Regions from separate parts of the Anas platyrhynchos genome. Here region 2 is linked to region 1. A link is a contact called in public Hi-C data. All regions are on one chromosome and are shown on one strand. Each heading gives the region's core, a stretch centred on a gene start, on an enhancer-like site or on the middle of the called end of the contact. The rest is flanking DNA. Distances are from core to core; before and after follow the strand shown. Region 1 overlaps INSC (INSC spindle orientation adaptor protein). Region 2 holds the start of CALCB (calcitonin related polypeptide beta).

Region 1 (7,116 bases), core at 2,818-5,317:
TCTGTGTTGCAGGTCTGGAGGCTATATACAAGCCCAGTGCCCTGAAGCCTGGATGTTCCTGCACTAAAAAAAACTCACAAGTGTCTGGTTTTGGTTAAGGAGAAATAGCAGAAAGGAGAAAGGCAAACTACTCAGTTCAGAAGATTTACAAGGGTAGAAAAGAAAAGTAGCTACAAAAGACGATCAAAATAGAGACAACATTTTCCTCTACTACAATAGCCCTGCTAGAGCTCTCTTCTCAGCATGCAGACAGCAAACTCTACAGGAATAGCTATCACCCATGTAGTTGCTCCCATTATGCCTACAAATTAAATCCCATTAAAAACAGCAACAAGATAAAACAACTATCTACCTGCTCTTTAAAGAGATATGTGGCTATTATACATATAGGACATAAAGGAAACGTCACAGATGGGAAGATCATGTTAATAAACCAATTTGTGCTATAACAAAGCTGGAAAATCCCTGTCTTTCCATTAACAGTTGATCTGAAGTGGCCTCCTTTAATGCAACAGGAGAAGGATATGGTCCTATCTCCAGGAAACTAGAACATTTATGTTCTTTTCTGTCTGCTGAGAGCTTGAGAAACTGCCTGTTCCCATCAAACTGAAGTACTTTCCAAAGAGGTCTTATTCTGCTTTCAAAGTTCTTCAGAGCAGTGCTCAGGCTATCAGAAGACTTCAACCTCAGCATTGTTGTCTCCTGTTTTACTCATTCTTTATTTATTTAATTATTTAGGTTTTCATTCCATTAAGCAATCATGGACTCTGGTGAGAAATAAAAGGACATTTTATTGCAAGTAAACATGGCAGACTACAGCATTACCCAGTACAGACGAAGATTTGTAAACTATAGACTGGCCAGAAGATGATCTCACCAAAAATACCCATCACATGCTGACCTTTCATGGCTTTAAGTTGCACTTCTTCATGTGGCAAGGTTTCTAATGGCACAGGACATCAGCTTCAATCTCATGAGCATCCAACTCCACAAACTAAGTCAGATTAAGGCTGCCACTCACCACTCAGAGAGGGACTCCTTTAAGAGTGTAAGTTATGAATAGAAAATGCATGCTTTCTTATTTAACAAATGGACATATAAATAGATGGGAGGAGAGAGTAAAGTCCTGAAGGGCAGAGGCAGCACTTAAACCCGATATCTCACCCACTAAGGACATCAGGGCAGGAATTAGTAAAAGTAAGACAGCATCTGTTCTACAAATATCACTGTTCACAGCTCTTGAAGTTAACGCATCAGCTATGTTCTCATCTCTGCCCATTAAAAGTTCATATCTTGCCTTTTGGGAGCTCAGCTGCTTCAGGAAGTTGCTTCTTTCTTCAGCAAGAATACAGAAGGAGTTGTGGGGAAACCTTTTCTCATGGCTTTTGTGCAAAAACAAAGTGACAAGATGAGCTTTTAGTAACTGGGAGAACTTCTGCCTTCCTATTTCCACCTGCTGGGTCCTGATGAGGATTCCTTCCTCCTAAGACTTACTCTCAGCTGAAGATCTTGTCAGGTCAAAATCTCAAAGCTGGTGCAGTTAAACAGAACCAGCAATCCACAACAAGGCCTAAGAGACAAGCTTTAACACTCCAGATTACTTCCAAATTAATGAACAACTCTAAACACCTTGTGCAAGATAGCAACTCAGGCTTAAGTCAGTCCTGATTATCTCTGGACTTTCTTTGCATACCAAAACACAAACTGAATGAAGAAACCTGCCATCATATGACATGCAGTAAAGTTTCTATGAAAATCAAGACTGATTCTGCACATCAGATGCCCTGATCCATACAAAGTTTGCTCATCCATTACCAGGAGTGGCAAATGAGCACACTCTACAACCCTCTGTAAAGGAAGAGCTTTAGAAGGTAGTGGCAAGGGAAGGAATAGTCAGTGAAAGAGCTGTTATCTGTGACTTGAATGACAGAAGAAAGACAGTCAATATATGAGCAATACTGTTAGATGCTTAGCTTTTCAAAAACATGATTATCTTAAAGGGATGAGATTGTTTTCCCAACAGCTCATTAAATGTTTTCAAAGATGCTTTATGAAACATGAAAGTTTTAGTATAAATCAGGCAGAGTGCCAGATCTAAGTGGTTTCCTACAAACAAGCCTCAGCCAAAAAAAAAAACAAAAAAACAATGTACTGACGCACAAACAGGCCCCTACATCACCTGCCATTAATTATTATTTAACCTTCACTGTTTTAAGAAATGTGAAGAGACTCATACATATCATGGGTGAGCTTCAGGTAAGTCACATGGTAGCTCTTAGCTCACTGCAAACGCAAGGTAAGAAACAACTGATACAATTAATCTCCTTCTGTCTTTGTTAGGAGCACACACAGGATGCTTTAGTGAAGCAATTCAGTACTTCCAGCCCTGACTTAAAATACATGTCAGAAAGAATGCATACTGAGCTTCAGCTAATTAGCCAATTATCTGAGACTGGCCTTGATTGCCTCTGGCACTCTTACAACTATCTCTGGGGAAAAAAAAAAAAAAAAAATCAGCTCCCAGTAAGAGTTAGAAAGATAGAGAGATAGAGTAAGAATATACAGATACTGACAAAAAATAAATAAATAAATAAATAAAGATCAATTTGTATTTTGATAATGCCATTTGGGTGAGAAAGTGAAACTGCTAAGCACTCATTATTTAAATGGAGCAAATATTCTGGGAGACAGTAATAGTGGCCAGAATTGGCTGAAGCTGTTATAAAAGTTTCCTGTATGTACTCTTTCCCTGTTTTGAAAAGTGCTTGCTGTGATAGGCATTGGAGAGGAAAAAAAAAAAAAAAGTGGTTTTTAGTCACATTTTGAAAGTAATTTTGGCAAGCACTAGTTGAAAACAAAGAAAAATCACAAGCAACTGTACATGTATAAAATGAGACATGTATAAAATGAGATTTCACAAAAGGAAAATTTGTGAATTTCCCTGTGAGTAACAAGATCCAGAGCCTCTATTTGGGGACACTTCTCTGGGACCTGATTTGCAAAGGTTCTTCAGTCCATCCAGCTGCAATTCAGGGACTAGAAAAGCTCCCTAGTTTACACCTGCACCAAACCCCACCTCACAGCAGGGCTCTTACTGCCCCATTGAGGTGTGCTGTGATGCAGAAGGCTTGTTAACTCCATTTTGAACCCAAGAAAAGGGAGGAAAGCTAATAAGAGAACGAGAATTATGAAAGTGGTTTTGGAGAAGAGCCAAGGTCTAAGCCAAGTGCAAGCTGAGGTTTATGTATTTTGCTAGTTTGAGCTACTACTAAAAAACAAGCCCAAGGAAGCAATCAAGCTGTGAAGCTAACTTGGAACCTGGATGCTCCTGTGAGGTTCAACAACTTTCTTCAGTGTTCTCATGTCCTCTCACCCCAACAGATGATCAATATTCATTACCAAATCAACGTAAACCAGTCACTTTGTCTGGCAGCCTCCATCATGTTATCATCAGGTATGACTGTGACCAGATGAGTTAAAACTTCCATCAGATGATAACAGACAGCTTTTATGTCCCAGCTAGCATTTTACGTCCCGTGAATAAAAGAAATGTAAGACAGCTGGAACCAGGAGACTATTTTTTTTTTTTTTTTGATGGGGGTTGATTATTTCTGTAAGTACAGTTTTATACTGGTGAGGAATTCCAGTGTTTGGTGAAGGTTGTAGTTAGATGAAAGAGGAAGTGTTTTTCTCCTTTTACTTTCTAGTAATGTGCATCTGTGAAAGCTCCATTCTTCAAAATTAAATGTGTAAAAAAATCTGAAGTCAATATTATGTGTGCAAGAATAGATGTCCAAGAAGCTACATAAAGCACTAGAAAGCTCCAAGATTCATAAGTTAAGCTCAAGAAGGACCATAAGTGTACCAGAAGCCTTGGAATGCAAAATAAGGCTAGTATTGAATTTGCAGCCTTCAAAGACACTCAAATCTATGTTCTGTAAGCAAATCTATGTAAGTACACTTTTTTTTTTTTTTTTCAATGCAGTGTCCTCTGAAATCAGTGAAGTTTTAGGCAAGTTCGAAAGTCAGCCAAAAAAAGAAACAGAGGCCCTGAGCAGTGATCTCTCTGGCCTTTTCTAATGAGTCACAAAAATCATGAGTAAAACTGAGTCATGAAGCCTGTAGCAGAATGGGTCAGTTAGACTAGCGCATCTAATTTCAGCAGAGATTTTGTGAGAGAAGCTATCTAATGCATCTATCTCCTTGAATAAGTATTTTCACCCCGATCTCTCCTCACACTTCATTGTGGCTACATCTAAGCAATTTAATGTGTACAACATAAGCACATTCAGTACATGTTTACGTGTGCATTATCACAAATGTAAGTTTGCAATGCAACAACTTCCTGATGATAGAAAAAAGAAATTATGAAAGCTACTCATCTACATCTTTCTGCAAGGCTATGTTTCTCCAGTTTCTTTTCTGCCTCTATCAGGGAGGAGAGGAATGTTTGAGGTCCAAAATAGCTCTCTCCTTGCACTCTTCTTAAATGCTTCAATTGATTCTCATTAATCTCTGCCTTCAGTTTAGGAGCTGAGTAAGCTGCTTCTTTCATCTTAAAATTAAATTTGCTTGATAGATTATTATTATTATTATTAGGTAGGGAAAACCCACCTGTCATTAGATGCATTGGCTTATATTTCTTCAGACGTCATTCGTGGATCATTTGCTGCCCCGGTCATTGTCACTGCTTTAAGGATTATTTTGAATCCTTACAGAAAAATCATCATCTAATGATTTCCAAATTATTTTTCATTTATAAAATTCTCTTAACATTGTGACTTTTGAAACATAAATCTATGGCTATTTGGAGTGCTTTAAATAAAATACTTAGTGAAATATAAAATCAATAGATAGCATAAAATACTAACATAACTGACTACAAAAAATGATGTGTAAATTATATGGGAACCAAACAAGTACAGAGTGGGAACCTGGCACCAGCTCAAATCTTCAAAATGAAGTTGGAGGGAATAGCAATCTACAGGCACTGCTCCAATTTGATCTTGCACGGTGAAGCGTTCACCTCAGTGAGTTGGCATAGTCTGGGGATTTTCCTTTTCAGTTTTCAAAATGTATTTCAATGAAACATTTTTTAAAACACAAAGGAAAAAAAACCTGTCTTACTCTGCTGCACCTCAGCTAAAACTGCTAAAACAATATAGATGTATAAACAGACAGAACTGAGGCATAGATGAGAAGAAGTCAGTGACTGAATCTTATGGGGAAACCAAAGGCCTGAGTACACCCAATTTCATTATCTCATATTTTATGTGAACAGCGTTCTGGAACTGGACAAGATACAGCACAGCAGTGGCAAGATTTGTTCTGAGCACATTATTGATATCCAAGTATCACTGCGATGCCTCATCCTGATCAACTCTTACCAAAAAGATGATAAAACCCAAATCAGGCAGGGCTGCTTGGCTGCTATGATTTATTTATTTATTTTCATGTGGACTTATTACCATAGACCTATACTTACAGAATACACCACTAGAAGCAAAGGGAAGAAAACCTAATTCCGTAGGTGACATGGAAAGATCCGCACTAGAGGCAAAAGCCTTAAAATGTTCACTGTTGGGTTAGAAAACAGCTTTCCACTTTGTTATCAATTTACAGGTTGCTTTATATATAAATTCATAGCCTGCCTGCTGCACCTCTATTGAAAAAGCAGAGAAGGTTTGTCAAAAAGCTCTTTGTGACCTGACTCAAAGTTTTGCTTTGCTCCTCAACTCTACGTGTTCAATGATTTTCAAAAGAATGTTTATTCTGTGAAATTTATTGCAGCCTGAACAGACTAGTAGACATGCATCTCTTGGCATTTTAAACATGTAGTTGTTCTCTTGCTGTCAATGAAATTACATGCTAAAGGCTAAGTGCACATGTATATGTTTGCAGTCTGGGCCATGCATGATATCTAAATGATCTACTGAATAACAAAATCTATCAACTAAACAGCTATTCACCAACTTCTTAGCCAAGTCTCACATTGTCCTACTTTACCAGTATTATCAAAATGTTTATCTTTAGTTGTATGCTTTCTGACTCCTTTCTATGTCTCCTGAAATCTATAATAGGATTAAAATGAAGCAAGGTTTGTAACAAGAGGCAATACCTTTTATTAGAACAACTGATACATATCTCCCTAGACCATCAGGGCTACAACCACACAACCACTATAATTTAATTAGTCATTTTAACACAATTGGAAAAATTGTAGTGACATCAGCCAAAGCATTTGTGCATACTTTTCTCCTACAGAGATCAGGCAATGTCCCATAATCCTGCACTAACACGTCTGTCTTTATTCATTTCCATGACTCTCACAGAAGTCTATCAAAGGAAAAAAAGCTTGTTCATCTCTCTGCATGATAAAATAGGTACTAACTTAAAAAAAAAAAAAAAAAAAAATTAACCTGCCACATAACTGGCAAGTTTTCAACAGAATAAAAAATACTGCAGAGATTATCTGAGAGTCTTTCTTTCAAGATGATCTTTTCATGCTGTTTTTCAACATCCAGAAACATGTCCTTTCCACGAATTCCAAAACATTTTACCCTAGAACTGCAGCATTGTGTATCTGTGTATCATTGTGTATTATTTCCCCCCCAAGAGTTTTTTGGGAATTGTCAGATTCAGCAATGACCTAAGAAGTCTTGCTGCACTTCCCTGGTATTGTGCTGAAAGAATCTACATTTACTAATTATGTATATATAGCTGTGTAATCAGGAGGTAAAAATTGAAACACCACCTAATATATACAAAGCCAGCAGTTGAGAAAGGGCAGTTCCTGCACTCTCAGATATGATTTAATTAATCTTGCAGGGGCTTTGGCAGAAATGTAATTTGCCAAACCCAGCACATTTTTCACTGCCAATTAATTAAACAGCTTTACTAAGAAGTGTCCAGTAAATTAAAGAGCTGCAAGCCTAGAACTTTACATTATCTAATTTTACCACAAACTCAGCTACTGATATTTCAGTAGCCTTTCTATATGCCCTTTCAGTATGCCTTTTTGATAATCATGAAAATATATGTGAAAATGAGATTTTGAAACTTGTTTTCCACACTCTTCCTTAGGGCTGACATATTTCTGTCTCATTGTAGCTCCTA
Region 2 (7,116 bases), core at 2,747-5,246, 110 kb after region 1:
TTGATCACCAACTTCTCAGGTCAGCACCGTAACACCCAGAAAAGATATGAAATTCTAGCATCACTGGCTAACAGGAGGGGTTTTTTTGATTATTTTTTTTTCTCCTTCCAGTGATGCTGCTAGGGCTTCACCTGCACAGCAGCCAACCATTTGCTCCTACCCTTTCTTTCAGAGCTGAACCACACATGAGCATACTACTTCCACATATCTAATTGGAATATGGAAAGACCTTTCTTGCCATCAGACTCCAGCACATTGCCATGCAAATAGTACAGTGACATCAGGATTTCTTCTAGTAATAATTTTGCAACAAAGGACTTCATGGCCCTTCATATGGTCCATACTTGGAATAGTCTTCTACTAAAGCAAGGACTTTTTCTTGGAGAAGGAGGGATTTTGCTCATTTAATCATTACAGGATTGTTCACTAACAACTAATATTCTTTATAACATCAGTGCCGTGTTTTTGAACAGGTTTCTGATTACAGGATAGCTGTGGTGCTGCACAGGAAAACTGGAAAGAAGGATATGTAACATCTGTGAGAAAATAGCTAAAGAAAGTCATTTTTTAAAAGAGGCTACAATATCTAAACAATCAAAAAGAACTTGATCTCTTAATTTACATTCCATACACGCTATATTGTCTTAAAGTAATATAAATATTTTTAATACACTTGGGTTTCAAGTATACTGGTGTGAAGACCTATTATAAAGTTAAATGGAAAAAAGAAAAGAACATTAAATTCTTACCTGGAAGCGTTCAGTATTCAGTTTAAAACAGCATTACAATTCTAGTTTGAACAGCTCTGTATGAGCCTTTCCTGATTCCTTTGTTTCTCAGGATCTTTACCAATAGGATTGTATGCATAATTTGGTTACGTATGTGCAATATCTTAGGAGTATAATTTCTATTTCTATCTCATTGCACTTCACCTTCCTAAGTTATTCCAGAATTACTTGCATTGCCTCTCTTGAATGTGAATAGAACTTGTAAAAATATTTCTAGCCTTATCTAGAAGTCACATTCTAAAACAAGTAAACCAAACAGATCTAATCCTTATAGAAAAATAGGTTTATTGAACAAGTGCATGGGCAGGCATGAAAGAGTCTACTCGTACATTTAGTAGCCAGAAATGAAGAACCCTGTCTAGACTTTTTTTTTAAATCAATATCTAAGAAAATCATTTGAAATCTCAATGCAGTGCTGTTCATTTTTATTTAGTTTTCCCCTAGCTTGTTATGTGTGTTATGTTCTGTCTTCCTAACATTAAGGTCCATCTCAAACATTCTCTGTCAAAAACAGAATCAAAAGAACATAGCAAAGTTAGCAATCAGAGTTAGATCCACATGCATCAGGTTAAAAAAAAGGGAGAAGGGCAGAAATAAGCATGTCTAGTTGTTTCCTAGGGGTTCCCCATAGTTTGCATAGCGTTCATGTTCCAGGTCACTCAGCACATTTCTTTTCTTGCCAGGAGTTCCAGCCCCGACGTCAGTACGAGGGTAAGTTTGCAATTTGTGCAATTCTTGAGACAGTTTGCCCAGCACACAAGTACTCAGACTGGCACAGCGTTTGGAAATAGGTCTATCCAGGCTGCAGGGGGAAAAAAAAACATGCCCAAAGGAAGAATAATCTCAAACATGCATGGTCATGCATTTCTTCCCTAGACAAATATATATAGTTAGGAAACTCAAAAGAAAAAGAAAAAGATATAAAAAATAATCTCTCCACATCGCATTCCATGCAAGGAAGGTTCATACAAATGCAGTTAGAAGGAAAACACTATTTTTTTCCAATAAATTCATTTTGTTGATAAAGCAAGTTAATTAGCCTTTCAGATGCTCACAGTCAGGGGACAAAAAGATTTTAGTTTCCATGTATTCAGCATGCTGTTTAGTCTCTCATACATCACCATGCTTGCAATACAAATCCTGTTAGGATAACGCAAATGTTCTTGCATGCCTTTGCTCTAGGGGAGGAGAGTGGCGCTGCGTGCATTAGGAGGAACACCTCCCCTCTGCCAGGGACTTTCCATGCCTTACAACAGCATGCACTTTCACGACAGAGAATCCAAGAGTGATTGAATGTCCTCTAACATTCCCACTAGGAAAACGTACCTTTTGCTGTCATATTTTAATATAACCCCCTCATTCAAGCTCAAATCGCCCTCCACTTTCAGTCGTAAGAGACAGATAGAAGCAGGTTAACTAGGTGGAAGCCATTCTCCTGATGCCATTGTTAGGATGTTTCTGCATTATCCTTTACCAAATAGGTGACTACAGCTAGCCATAACCCCACCCCCCATCCTCCCTCCAAAAAATAAATTACTTGGCTTGTGGAGGGTCTGCTCAGATGGCTCTTGCTGGTATCAAACACTAACACTGCTCAAGTGCCCTTCTTCTGCCCCAGGACCACGGTCCTTACCTGTTCCCCTCAGAGGCTTGCTCCAGTTCTTCTGCTGTCATCTGTATGAACTCTTTCACCAGTGCATTTAATAGTCTCCGGGCTTCATAGTCACTGAGCGTCACTCTGTCTGTTATGGACTCCAAGCCAGGTCTACGCAGAGGCAAGCAAAACAGGATGAATACAGCCCAGTCTGCTACAGAGAGCCATGCACAGGGAGCAGAGTTTGTCACGCCTTGCTCTGTGTCATTGACAGTGCCTTTCACCGGTGTGAATACGTAAATTGTGCTCATGCACAGCATTAGGTGGTTTATATACGTAGTTAAGAAGAGACAGTATCATAAATAGCCTTAGAAGAAGCTAGCTTTTGGTAGCCCTTTCTCCTCCTAGGTCTCTAAAGGAGATTAAATATTTCCATACCATTCAGAGCAAGCACTCAGCAACAGGACCAGCTTCTTACCTGACTGGAGCTGCTTGGAAGCTATCCATCTGGCACACGACCAAGGCATAAACAGCAAGGAAAGATGAAATCTTCAGCATAACCATGATTTCCTCTCTACAACAAAGAGGTACATCAAGCAATGGCTGTTTTCCAATCCCCTCAATCCTATAAGGTCACCATTTCCTAGCTGCAAGTAGCACAAACGCTAACAGCATTTCTTTTCAGTATTACCTTTTCACTGCTGTTGATCATTCCCATTTTGCTTTGCTTTTCTCAGAATTTTAAAATAACTTAGCACTATTACGGGGGATAGAAATGCAGCTTTTTGGGGTTGAACTTCTGTACAGCAGCATTCAACTTAATGTAGACTCTCTCTTAAACTGGCTGAACACACAGTCCTCTAACTAACTACTGCATACAATGTCATATTCAGTGTGTCCATCACAAAACGGGCAGTCACAGGAAAAGAGTTGGGGGAAGAGAGAGGGAGAAAGAGAGAAAAATGCTTAGCGTATAGCATTTTGATAGTACTACTGCTAGCGCTTTCTCCAAAACTGCTCGCTACTTGGCAGTTAGCACACTAATATCCCAGCTCAGGCTAAGCTCATTTCAATAAGCATTCTGAAATCAGAAAAAGAGTAAGTTCTGTAAAAGCAGTCACGAGAACAAAGCCCGCAGAAGAAATTTTCACCAGTTTGCTCTGAGATACACCTCTGCTCCTCAAAGCACCGGCTTCTTCGGCTCGGATGAGCACCCCTGCGACTCCCCCCCAAAAAAGCTTCGCTTTTCTTAGCTCCCGCTTCTCCACGCGGGTTGCCGCACAGGTGGCCAAGTTCTCCCCCCGCATACACACACACACACACACCAGGACCCGCACCTCCGCGAAGCTCCGCACCCCGGCGCGGAGACGGGACGCGGGGGAGCCCCCCGGAGGACGGCGCTGCGGGAGCTGCTGCTGCTGGTGCTGCAGCGCAGCGGGCAGGGCAGGGCGCGGTGCTTACCGGCGGTGCGGGGCGATGCGGAGCAGATGCCGGTGGCGCCGCCGAGCCGCGGTGCCGCGCGCTGCCCGCCCGCCGCCCTTTATCCCCGCCGCCGCGGCAGCCTGCGTGGGCGCCCGCGGGGCCCCGCCAACCAATCGCCGCCCCCGCCGCCCGGCCCGGCGCTGACGTCATGCCCCGCTCCGTGACCGTCCCATTCACAAAAATCCGCCGGCGGCGGGGCCGGAGTGTGTGTGTGTGTGTGAGGGGGGGTCATTCACGGGCCCATCCCCGCCGCTCCCCCGGAGCCCCGACGGCTGCGTTCGGGAGGGAGGGGGCGGCCGGGGCGCGAAGCCGGGGTAGGGGCGCAGGGCAAGGACGAGAGGGGCCGTCCCCGGCGGGGAGGGGGCGCAGCCCGGGGCTGCTCCGCGGAGCGAGGGGCCCTGGGCAGCCGCCCCTCGAGGAAATCCTCAGCACCACCATCAGCATCATCCTCAGCACCACCATCGGCATCATCAGCATCCTCACCACCATCAGCATCCTCACCACCATCAGCATCCTCACTACCATCAGCATCCTCACCATCATCCTCACCACCACCATCATCCTCACCACCACCATCATCCTCACCACCACCACCATCATCCTCACCACCACCACCATCATCCTCACCACCACCATCATCATCCTCATCACCACGGCCACCGCAGTAAGGCGCCTCTCCCGGGCAGGTGCACGGAAGGCACTCGGGGCGGGGGCCGGCGGTAGCGGATTACCGGGCAGCTGCCCGCCGCCCCATGCATCACCCGCCGAGGGCCCTTTGTCAGGGCGCGGCGGGGCTGCACCTGCCGGCAGGATGTTTGCCGAGGGGGCCGGGAGGAGCAGGGGGGGCTGCAGGTAGCCGCCCGGGACCCCGCGCACCGTGCCTCGGCTTTGGCAGCCGGGTGCGGGCCCCCGGGGGGGGGTGTTAGAGGAGCCGGGGGCGCGGGTAGCGCCTGGCGAGCCGCGGAGCAGGTGCCGTGGCGCTGTAAGGTTTTTTTGGCTTCGAAGTTTAAGGAGTAGCGCGGAGTCGCTGCGCCGGGCACCCGCTGGGGGCTTCTCCTTTGCCGTTCGCAGCATCCTCTGGGCGCCCCGGCCCGCAGAGCCCCGTGCCCAGCCCGCTCCCGGCGCTTCGCCCCCGCGGCTTCCCCGCGCTCCCTCGCCGGGCACCCCTCGCACGCCCCCCCGGCGAAGCCTCCTCCTGCCCCCCGCCCGCCCAGCTGGAAATTTCGTTGTAAATGGCACGTCTGCGGCTCGCAACGAGCATCCCTTTTAGCTGGCTTTTCCGAGGCTGCGTTTGCAAACAGCGGGTAGCACCTAAAGGGACGTTCGGCTTTGCTGTTTCAGCGTGACTTGGACAGCTCCACCAGCAAAGTGTGGGAACTTAAATGAGTGAACTTGCAGTCAGACACCTCTCAAACCGCACTCTTGCTTTCCCCTTCCTCTGTTAACAGTTAATCGTTCAGATATTTGCTTTGGGGATTTATTAACTTTGCACAGAATATTCCTCTTTTAACCTTACAAAAAATCCAGGCGACCCTGCTGGAATAATGTATTTCAGTTCTTCGGGGGGAAAACAAGTCGCATTTCATCTTTCAGTTCATTCAGTCACTCCAAGCGCTTCTCTTGCCAATGCAACTCAGCCGCGGGCTGGAGCCTGCAGGATGCACTGACTGCAGGATTTCAGCTGCCAGCATTTCTACTTCAGGCTTTCACAGGAAGAAACATAAATTTACAGCAACAGGTATTAATGCCAATAGATATAGTTTTGTGCACGTAAAGATGAAATAGTACTTGGATGTTGGCAAGCGCTTAGGCTGCTCCTTGCCAGAGCTAATGGAGGGACTCCCGGCTTGTTCCATTTTTTTTTTCCTCAATTATACGTCAGCTGGTCTCATCAGATCTATTTTCTTCTTGCAAACCTATCTTCTCTCATACGTAAGACAGAGAAGAAAATTTACAAAATAAAAAGAGCTCCAAAGATCAGTTGGTCTATTTTAGAGAGCTGTCAAAAAGATGCAGAGTTCCCACAGGATAAAGCTCTCCTGTTGCTAAATGAATCCAAAACCAGAGGTTAAGTTTTCGTGGAAAAACTAGCACAAAGGGGTGCCTATGAGCACTGCACTAGGAAAGCAAATGATTAGGGAAACAAGGAACTTGTTCCGCTTTTTTTCATTGCCTGATAATATAGCAGGTAAAATCATCAGTTTCAAAAGAAATAAACTAAAGAGCTATAAAATATATATTTTTTAAGAAATCAGATTATCTAGTACATCCTACAGATCTGAGTAAAAGGAATCTCTTCTCCTAATTTATTTAAATTTTCAGGAAATAAGAAAAATCTGCCCTATTTTAAAGTGACTTTCTCACTTGATAGAACTTCTTACAATATTCTACTATTTTATGTTTTTTACCAATACATTTTAAAGTGCAACCATTTTTTTCTACTATACACGTTGCCATTATACCAACGAACCATAGACACTGCAGTGAGGTTCTTAAATGTTGCCAGGTGACACGCCGTTAAACCAAAATATCACATTTATATATTACACTGCAATTTTTCTTCAATAATAAAAAGTAATTCTTCGAGATAGACAAGGCTGTGAGCTGCATAGATGGAATTTCCATCCCCAAGTACGGTTCACACCTGACAAGAGAGGACTCTTCAAAAAGGAAGGGAAGCCAGGGACGATGCCACAACCCACAGATGCAGTAAGTTATTCCTGAGGCAGGTGAGCATCATTCACATCTCTCTGCTCTCTCTAAGCATGGTTTTCACAGCACCCAGCCAAACCTTTTGCAGATCAGGACATTTCATGATAAAACCAGCTATAAAAATCACATAGTCTTTATCTGTGTCTCTGCTTGTCTGTGTTTCATGTGGGTGCCTAGTCTAATTCAGCATCCTGTCTCTGTGAATGTCCAGAAAGCATTTCCACTTAAGCAGACTACAAACCATGCAGGGGAAAGTGTCTCCCACAAAAGTGTCTTTCTAATGTTTGATTGCAATCCATTCTGCAGAAAAAATATCTAAGCTGAGCCACAGTTAACCACATCACGCTGTTGTAAAAGAAAGCTGTACATTAACAAGAGTATCGTATTTAAGACCTGAAAGCTAATCCTTACACTCTGTTTGTTGCTGATAAGGTCTCAGCCAATGTACTCTGTTCAGGATAGCACAAGATAGCTCAAAAAGACAGGTAAGGTGGAGAAGTCCAGAAAAAAAAAAAATAATAATAAAATAAGTTATTAGAA

The links. Hi-C and Micro-C count contacts between places; a contact is called where the count stands out from the background.
Region 2: a contact with region 1 is called in a Hi-C map of liver, with 2.5 times the contacts expected there. The contact joins the promoter of CALCB here to the enhancer-like site in region 1. A contact is called at or near these places in 2 of 8 Hi-C or Micro-C datasets (liver and subcutaneous adipose tissue).

What each region holds. Positions count from the first base shown.
Region 1 is chr5:61,742,209-61,749,324 of IASCAAS_PekinDuck_T2T, forward strand. All of the region lies in intron 7 of INSC (INSC spindle orientation adaptor protein), which reads right to left. Among named protein-coding and RNA genes, the nearest start is that of INSC, 93 kb to the right of the region's middle. Within about 2 kb of position 4,068, at least 1 of the 8 cell types and tissues checked has an H3K27ac peak or open chromatin away from gene starts, as enhancers often do.
Region 2 is chr5:61,855,539-61,862,654 of IASCAAS_PekinDuck_T2T, forward strand. It overlaps CALCB (calcitonin related polypeptide beta), which reads right to left and starts at 3,997. Exons shown (of 5, transcript XM_072039336.1): 1 at 3,844-3,997; 2 at 2,861-2,956; 3 at 2,422-2,553. The coding sequence starts at 2,946.